Regions from separate parts of the Nomascus leucogenys genome. Here region 1 is linked to region 2. Evidence: chromatin contacts called from public Hi-C data. All regions are on one chromosome and are shown on one strand. The core of a region is the stretch at or near the end of the contact, and the rest is flanking DNA. Distances in the headings are between cores, read along the strand shown. Region 1 has its middle 63 kb from the start of CALCA. Region 2 overlaps PSMA1 (proteasome subunit alpha type-1).

Evidence for each region. A called contact is a pair of places that touch in the nucleus more often than the background predicts.
Region 1: a contact with region 2 is called in a Hi-C map of an unstated tissue, with 2.9 times the contacts expected there. The contact joins two enhancer-like sites. A contact is called at or near these places in 2 of 4 Hi-C or Micro-C datasets (a lymphoblastoid cell line and an unstated tissue).

What each region holds. Positions count from the first base shown.
Region 1 is chr15:75,830,147-75,834,989 of Asia_NLE_v1, reverse strand. No RefSeq gene overlaps it. Among named protein-coding and RNA genes, the nearest start is that of CALCA, 63 kb to the left of the region's middle. Within about 2 kb of position 3,574, the one cell type or tissue checked has an H3K27ac peak away from gene starts, as active enhancers do. A contact at or near this core is called in a lymphoblastoid cell line, where this site is marked.
Region 2 is chr15:75,471,717-75,476,241 of Asia_NLE_v1, reverse strand. The region is part of intron 2 of PSMA1 (proteasome subunit alpha type-1); the gene reads left to right. Among named protein-coding and RNA genes, the nearest start is that of COPB1, 36 kb to the right of the region's middle. Within about 2 kb of position 2,996, the one cell type or tissue checked has an H3K27ac peak away from gene starts, as active enhancers do. A contact at or near this core is called in a lymphoblastoid cell line, where this site is marked.

The DNA of each region.
Region 1 (4,843 bases), core at 2,325-4,824, 360 kb before region 2:
GTTTTCTTTTTTACAGATGAACTACTAATTCATCACATTGTAGAGCTCTTAGCTCTTATCTGGACAGTCTTTGTTGCCATCTGCTGGTGATCAGCTGCTCTACCTGAGATCTACTCTCCACCTTAGAAAGGGAAGGAATGGTGGAGAACCAGCCAACAGAAATCGAACTGACTGAAAGGGAAGGAGAAAGTGTAAGAAAGAGCAAGTCTAAAACCTCCTAACACATTAGGGCACCTACTGTATTCCAGCCCCCATGCTAGGTCTTCACACACTCACTAACTAGAAGCAGTAGAAATACTAGTTAAGAAAATGGAGTCTGGAGCCAAACTACCCGGATTTTCAAGCTCAGCTTTACCATTTACTAGTTTATGACTTTTAACAAATTACTTAACCTTACTTGTTTTAGTTTCCTCACAGATTGTTGTGAGGATCAAAATCATCAGTCAACTATTTACAACTGTAAACAGCTCATAGTCAGCACTAAACAAAGTACATGTATTTCACAATTATCCCATCTAATGAGAGCTATTGTTGCAAGAGCAATGCCCACAGTGAGCGATTCCACATCTTCGCATTTCACTTCCTAACAGCTTTCAGAAACGGAGCTTTTTATTGTGTCTAACCACAGTCCTTCCAGCTGCACTGGGACCTCTGTCTCCCCTGGAGCCTGAGAAAGGCTGGGCTCCAAGTCCTCCTGAACAAATCAGCTTGCTGGACCCCTTGCCAGTGTGTTCTCTCCTACCTCCTGGGATCTGCCTCCTTGGTATGCTGCGGGGAGAGGAGGCCCTGTTCTGGGCGCTTGGGGAGGCTCACCTGGAGCTCTCTGTCTCCTGCTCCTGCTCCAGCTCACTGGCCTTCATCTGCACATAGTCCTCCACCAGTGCAGCCAGCAGGAGGCGCACTTCCTCCTCACTGAGTGTGGCCGGATCTGGACTGCTCTCCAGGGCAGACCTGTGGAGGGGGAGCAAACTCAATGCAGGCTGTGAGTCCCCGCCTGCCCCTCCCCAGGATAAGCAGCCAGGCTTCCTGGTCTCTGCTTCTTCCCCTGAGGATGTGGCCACTGCGACTCCCAGGGGACAGGGCATGAGGGCAGGGTCCACCTGTGGGCACTGATTCACCGGGAGCTATGCATGGCTTCAGAGGCACAGAGCTGCCTGGTCCCAGGGGCAGTGGGAGCGGAGGCGCCCCTGGCTCCAAGCTGTCTCACCTGAATGGCGCTGCCTGGAGGCTGCCCGCTGGCACAGGAACAAGACTGAGAGCTGGCAAGCGGGAGAACTTCTGGGAGCCTTCGTTGGCTCTATGTAACAAGAAAAATGATGCCGCCTTTAGGCAAGTCAGTTAATCCCCAGCTGGGGTCACTGTCACGGCTTTTTTCAATCGTTTGAGGTAACCTGGTATATTAGGGGTTTCTCTCGCCTTCTAGTGAGTGGGTTAGAGCTTCTGCCCTAAATACCTGCTTTCTTCCCTACCATGCCCACCAGCCTAGATCCTTCTTCCCATCTATCCTGGACTCTTTAGAGGATGTCTTGGGCTCTGCCCATTTTCCATAGCTTTTCCAAAGGCACTTCCTAACTAGGAGTCCCCAAGTCTCCTCAGGCTTCAGGCCCCCTTTCCAAGTCTTTCCATCCCTTCACACCTCCCCATGAAATATCTCTCTATGCACCCTTCCCCAGGGCCTAGAACATGTAGGGGATTCAGTTGCCCCTCCTGTAGTCTGCCTTGGCTTTGTTCTTCATAGGAATTTAAAACTCCAGGCTCCACACAGCTCTGCGTTTGTTCAGGGGGCTCTCTAGAATGTCTCCTAGGGTTCCTCGTGTCTTTTGGGGCCCTTCCCCAAGAGGTTGGTGTGGCAGAGTGGCTAGAGGCCAGGTTTCCTGTGCTGCCTCTGTTCCTGTGTAACCTCAGGCAAGTAACTGGACACTATCTAGGCCTCATTGCCCCAATGGGGTGCCTTCAAGTTTGAAGGCATTCATGAATATAAATGGTTTGGAAGCTTGACAGAGCAGGGAGAGATGTCCAGGCCTGAGGGTGCCGGGTTCCGCTTGGGGTTGAAGGGCCTTAGTCCCATCCTGTGGGTCTAGTCTACCAGGAAGGCTTTCTGCCCAATATGGCTGAAGAAGGCAGGCTCATTGTCTCCCTCCTTAGGCACTTAGACAGCTGGGGTTATCTTTCCCGGGGCAAGGTCGTTATTTCAATAGCCCAGAGAAACACACACACACACACACACACACACACTGCTCTGCACGTTCCTAGTCCCAGGAACATTTAATGACAGGTACAGAGCCAAGGCTCTTGCTCTCAGACAGCCCGGCTGTCTGTAGGGACTAAGCTCCGCAGCTTCACCTGAACGTAGATGCGGGTGCCTCATCCCTCTCTAGAAGGCCAGACCCCTGGACAAACCTATCTCCTTGGGATCGCCTGCTACCCTGCCCTGATTTAGGGACTGTTCCCCAAGGGGCACACACCGTAGCGTTGGACCCAGCTCAGGTTGCCACCGAAGTGGGCCTCTCCTCGCGCAGGGTACGCCGCGGAGCCGTGACCGCCCCAAACAGGGAGCTCGCCTCCAAGGGAGCAGGCGAGAGGAGAGGGAGGATTAGGGATAAGGGCCCACTGGAAGAATGACCGGAACAGAATTTACCCTTCCAGAGACTGACAGCCCTTGAAACAGCGCCTCCAGATCAAAGGAGAGAGACCAGGGGAAATGCAGAGAACGGGCGGGGCTAATGGCAAGAGCAGATAACAGCCCCACAGTGGGCGGACTCGGACCCCAGCGGGCTCCCCAGCAGTGGTACCACTGGGGCTGGCGCTCTGCCCAAGACAGCACCCCCAGAAGGCTCACCCAGGGGAAGTGAAACCCTTTGCTGTGCCCCCTCCCAGAATAACAAGCCACCTTTCACCGCAGCCTACGACCGGCTGGCTGCACCACAACGCGCGCGCGAACACACACACACACACACACACACACACACACACACACACACACGCATGCACACGCCTTCCTGCCCATCCATCAGGGCGAGGGCAGCCCCTCTAGAGACCGTTTTGCACAGCTACCTTGTGCCGCGGAGCTGTGTGTGTGGAGGTGCCCTGGGCCGGCCAATCCAGGCCAGTTCACTTGCCGGCTACCTGGGGTAAAGGCCCGGATGCACCCCAGCCCGTCCTGCAGCGCCCTCCAAAGGAGCACAGGGGCCTCTGCAGGCCCGAAGGTTACCAGGTGTCTGTACTCAGATAAGGACAAGCACTCTCATCAGTGCTAACCAACTCACCCATACCTATGGAGTTCGAAATGCGTGCCCCGGGGGCGGGGGCTCGCCTCCTCCCAGCCATCTTCTCGCTAACTCGTGAACTGTGACTGCCAGAAGCACCCTCGTGGAGGACTCGCGCACACTCCAACGGACGCAGTCTTGGTTGGCATTCACATCCCGGACACACGGACCATCATTGTGTACACACGCCTTCCCTGCAAGTGAAACTTCTTTCCAAAGTGGACGCTTTGCAGAGATCGGGCCACGAGCAGAGTGTAGGTCCGGAGGCACAGCGAGCCCCGCCGTCTCCTGGACCTGGCTTCCGCGGACTGGGAAGAAGACCCCCCGCCTGGTCAGGCCGAAGGATTCGGTGGGCTCCTGAGTGGAGCCCACGGTCCCGACAACCGAGGTCGTGGGGCCCCTGGGCCTGTGCACCCGGACGGCGGGTATGCCCCGGGGTCCGCCGGTCCGCGGGCCGCCACGCCTTCGCCGCCGACAGGGGGCGCTGTTCTGACGCTTTGCTTGCCCCTTGTGCAATCTGGGCCTAGAAAGGCGAACTTTTCTAAGTCTGGCGCTCAGCAAATGCTCCCAGGAAAAGCGCGAAGGAACTGATTTCATTCTCTGAAAACTGCTCGACCAGAAATCCCCATGTGGCGACCGTCCAGTGCGTCCTCAGACTTCCAAAATAAAAGCCACCCTGTCAGAAGCCAGTGGGCCACGCCAGACCTAAGCATACCGAGCAATAGGGAAACCTGTGTGGATCAATTAGATTCGAACTCAGCAAATCAAAATCGTTTTGTTGCTGCTGCCTGGTGCAATCCTCAACCAAGAATAAATCCAGAGCACATCTACATTTTATATCTGATCTCTCCTTACCTGGGAAAGCAAACTGCTGGGGCAAAGACTAGCTTCGTTTTATTTGGTGAACAAAATTAGTTTCTCTATAAAAGTGCCCTGCAAGGCCCGAACTGGGGTGAGATGAGTGAGGCACTTGTTTCCATTGCAAAATGTAAAGGGGTGCCAAAAATCTCAGGAATCCAGAGTAATATTTTAACGTAATGCCTTTAATGATAAAAACGAGTGCAAAAACATCCAGGACAAAGAACGTATCTAAACTTGAAATAGGATCTGACAGGGCTAGGAATCCAACCTTCCCCAATCTTTTTGTTCTATCAATCTCTCAACCAATTGGATGATGCCCACACACGCATTCGCTCAAATCCAGTCCTGCTTACCAGCTTTTACAAGTACCACCTCTTCTTCCAAAGTTGAAGCAATTCATGTGATCCATTTCTTCTTGGAGGAGCTTGTTACCCTTTTGAATCAGTATACTTTGTGACTCAGTTTGCCTTGTGACTTCAGCTTTCTGGTGGGTCCAAAAAATTATGATTTTATAGATTATTCAGGTTTTTCTCATTGTTAGGGTGGGAGTGATATGCTTCTGTTGCTTTTGAAATTCTAAGCAGGAACAGAATCCTTTTAACACCATTTTAACACTTTTAATCATACAGTTCAGTGGCAATAATTATATTCCCAATGTTGTGCAAATCATCATCATTATCCATTTCCAGAATTTGTTCGTCATCCCAATGGAAACT
Region 2 (4,525 bases), core at 1,747-4,246:
GTTTTGTGAAAACCCAATTGCAATCCATCAGGTATCAGCTTTTAGTAAGGTAGTATGTGTAAAACTGAAAAACAGACATTTACCTCCAGAAATGAAGGGCTTTTTTAATCTTTCTGCATTTAGGTGATCTCAGTTTATTTTCTGGAAGTGTGCGCTGAACCATAAGCAATATCGTATCTCTCCTGAGGACATAATGTTTCCTAAAAGCCTGTCTAGTTCACTGTGTTTTTCAGAGGGAAAAATCCTGAGGACTGGATCCAACTGGGAGGAGTGTTACCCAGGGTGGCCTGGGACAACATAGCTGGATGGAGAGTTCCAGTTTTCATCATCTTAGTTGCAAAAAGAGAAGGTCACCCACAGAAGGCAACTTTGTGCATTTGTGGGCCAGGCAAATGCAGAGAGCAAGTAGGGAAGCTGAAAACAAGGGAGTGAAGATCTCTGAACAGAGCTGGGTGGGTAGAGAGGGTCAAGGGAAACATTTCAGTTCTGAAGCCACAAATGGAAAGGCTGTGCCAGAGTGCCCCTTTTATGTTAGCGGTTGAGAGAGGCTCCTGCTGCTGAGAGTAGTCACCCAGCACTACAGGCTAAATGCTGCAAATCTTCTATAGTGATATCAGATCTATTTTTATTCTCTCATTTATATATTTCCTTTTTATCTTAGCAATATAGGATTTTTTATCCTTTATCTTCCTCCTGTGGGTCCTGTTTTGTTTGTTTGTTTGTGTGTTTGTTTGTTTGAGATGGAGTCTCACTCTGTGGCCCAGGCTGGAGTGCAGTGGCGCCATCTCGGCTCACTGCAAGCTCCACCTCCCAGGTTCACGCCATTCTCCTGCCTCAGCCTCCTGAGTAGCTGGGACTACAGGGGCCTGCCACCACGCCTGGCTAATTTTGTTTTTGTATTTTTAGTAGAGACGGGGTTTCACCGTGTTAGCCAGGATGGTCTTGATCTCCTGACCTCATGATCCGCTCCTCTCGACCTCCCAAAGGGCTGGGATTACAGGCGTGAGCCACCGCACCTGGCCCGCGGGTCCTGTTCTTAAGCTCCACTCTTTATAACTCAAGTTTGTTTTGGTTTTTAAAATTATTTTTTTCTTCCTTTTTTTCCTTTAAGAGCTTTCTAAAAGCTGGCACTTTGGTAGATTTCTTTTTTTTCTTTGTTCACGTAGTCTGATCTAGAAGCCAGGACTTTATGTTGGCCTGGATATGTCAGGTCTCTAATCAACTCTGTGTAACGTGGAATAGCTTGACAACAGGCATAATAATAATAATTAAAAATAACAGTGACTGCAGAACTAAGACATGAGATTCAAAAATAAGAGGGAAAGTGACACAGAATCATAGGCTTTCATCTGAAAATATCTCATTCCGGCCAACTGAGAAGCACCCTTGCAAATCAGTTAGAATATCTCTCTGTGGAGAAAAGCAAAGCCAGAGAGAAATGTTGCCTTCAAGTGTAGTTTGCCTGTGTATTACCTTCTTTTGAAATTCCCACAGACAAATAAGCCTTTGAGAACCCATATGAAAACAATGGCTGCCACTAGTAAGATTTCCAAAGGTACTTTTAAAACATGGAGTAGATTTGTTTTTCTGGCCCAACGACTTCAAAGAAGTTCCCACTTAAATCCATGCATGGTCATTTTATACTGCCATTACATATTCTTGTTTGCTAAATGTAAGTCTTGTCAATGAGTTATTTTAAAAAGTACTTTTTGAAATTACCCACACCCCAAACAGCAGAACTGCTGTGTGTATACAAATGCTCTGGAAAGGCACAAGTCAGGTACTGGGTGTAGGCACAGGACAGACCGCATGGTCTGCCTTGGCAGCCCTGTCCTCACCTGCAAGCTGCCCACACACACTCCCTTCCAAACGGTGCTCCCTCTGATGCCAATTGGCTGACTGAGCTACTGTGGGAGGAAGCCTGTGAGGGGGTTGGTGGTAGTGATGTGAATAAATATTTTACAAACTAAACTTCAAGTATAAAACTTGATTTACCCTTTCAACCAAATTCACATGGGAAGTCCCACCTCTTCTTAAAAATCTTGGACATTCAAGAGTTAAGGGATATGGAAGCTGGCGCAGCATGGGGCTGTCATCCAAGACCAGCTGAAAAGGCAGCAGGAAGGGTTTGGTTCTGGCTAGGCTACAGACAGGCCATCTGGATGTAGGGAAGGCCTAGAATGCCAGAAGCAGCTTTTCTTTTTGATTTTAGACTTCATCGAGTCCAGCCTGGGAAAAGTCTTTAGTTTAAGACCCAAACTGAGAGTCTTCTTTAAACAGGGATTCAATATTTGAATTTTATATAAAACAAACATCCGCTACACGTATTCTTTTTGGCAAAGAAGGTTGGAGACAGCAATGTACACACAATTAAACATACTTAGAAAAAAATGTAGACCAGATTCACTAGACTTATAAATACATAGGAACTATGTGTAGTTTTTAAGTAATTTTGCTAGGAATAAATATTGAAAGATTGCCTGAAAAAAAAAATTTTATATTATACCCCCTCAGTTACTTTTATGAATATTTATTTCGTTGTTTTTCCCATAGTTCACATTAAAAAGCAATTTTAGTCCAGGAGTGGTGGCTCACACCTGTAATATCAGCACTTTGGGAGTCCGAGGCAGGCGGATCACTTGAGGCCAGGAGTTCGAGACCAGCCTGGCCAACATGGCAAAACCCCATCTCTACTAAAAATACAAAAATTAGCCAGGTGTGGCAGTGCACATCTGTAATTTCAGCTACTTGGGAGGCTGAGGCATGAGAATCACTTGAACCTGGGAGATGGAAGCTGCAGTGAGCCGAGATCACCCCACTGCACTCCAACCTGGGTGACAAAGTGATACTCTGTCTCAAAAAAAAAAAAAAAGTAATTTTACCACATTAAAATTGCCTTTAGGTCTTTAAAATTATTTTCCTTCTCTATTTTTATTTTATATTTAATAATGTTACATTTATAATTAATCACATTAGACATAATGTTAGTATGGGCCAGGAAATTTTTCTTTAGTGAAACTGAAAAAAAAAACCCTGCAGGGAAGTTATAGCAACTTCCTACTCTGTATCATTCATGAACATACACTCAGTTTGGAAACCACCCTCTTTAAAAGATATGATCTATTCTTCCTTAGCTATTGCAGTGTGCGTTTGATTTGTATGTGTTATTCTTAACAATTAAAGGAAAAGGTGAATGTAAATTCACTTGGACAAAACAGGAATAAAAGAATATTATCCTTAAGGGAAGTCTTACCTTAAGGAAGAGAAAATGCACGTATTTTTCTGGGCGAGGGTGGTGGGGTCAGGGAGGAAGAATTTTTTTTTCTAAATAAGGCATTAATTGCCACCTAGCAGTAGAGGAAGGAACTGCGCACTTAGTTTGCCACTGAAATTCTAGAAAACATTAGTTTTAAAGGACATATTACTTGTATTGTAAGCAATATCTTAGGAATTATTGGTCTATTGGCAGACTAAGGATTGAATTTTTTCTCTTGTCTTGAGGAAAGATAAAGAAATAAAACAAATGAAAATATTTGGCCTATTTGTAAGCATACTCCTTCCATCATAAAACGTCTCTGTTCTCTTCTTGCCCTTGCCACTCCAGCAACAAGCTAAAGGAAAAGAAATTCTGAAGCCATCATAACACGAAAAAATGTTGCCTTTGGCAGGGCGCGGTGGCTCACGCCTGTAATCCCAGCACCTTAGGAGGCTGAGGCGGGCGGATCACGAGGTAAGGAGATTGAGACCATCCTGACTAACACGGTGAAACCCCGTCTCTACTAAAAACACAAAAACAAAATTAGCCGGGCGTGGTTGCGGGCGCTTGTAGTCCCAGCTACTCGGGAGGCTGAGGCAGGAGAATGGCATGAACCCAGAAGGCGGAGCTTGCAATAAGCCGAGATCGCGCCACTGCACTCCAGCCTGGGAGACAGAGCGAGATTCCGTCTCAAAAAAAAAAAAAAAAAAAAAAAATGCTGCCTTTGTCCTATTAGAGGAAGAAATATCTGGGGTTTTTTGCTTGTTTTTCTGTTTGTTTGTTTTTTGGAGTCGGAGTCTCGCTCTGTCGCCCAGGCTGGAGTGCAGTGGCACGATCTCTGCTCACTGCAACCTCCGCCCCCTGGGTTCAAGCGATTCTCCTGCTTCAGCCTCCCGAGTAGTTGGGATTACAGGCGCTCACCACCAAGCCCAGCTAATGTTTGTATTTTTAGTAAAGATGGGGTTTCGCCACGTTGGTCAGGCTGGTTTCGAATTCTTGACCGCAGGTGATCCACCTGCCTCGGCCTCCCAAAGTGCTGGGATTACAGGCGTGAGCCACCGCTCGGCCTAAGAAAGGTGTATTTTGAAAATAAGAAGACATTGGCCAGGATTAGTAATAACAGTTATTATTGTTAGTAATAATGCTTAGTATATAGTAAGGTGATCAGCAAATATTTTTTGAAGGAATGAGAAATGTCTGGCTCCAAAACCTGTTCTTTTCATTATTACCTTCTATGCATATATATTGGTGGCTAAAAGTGCTTGGCTG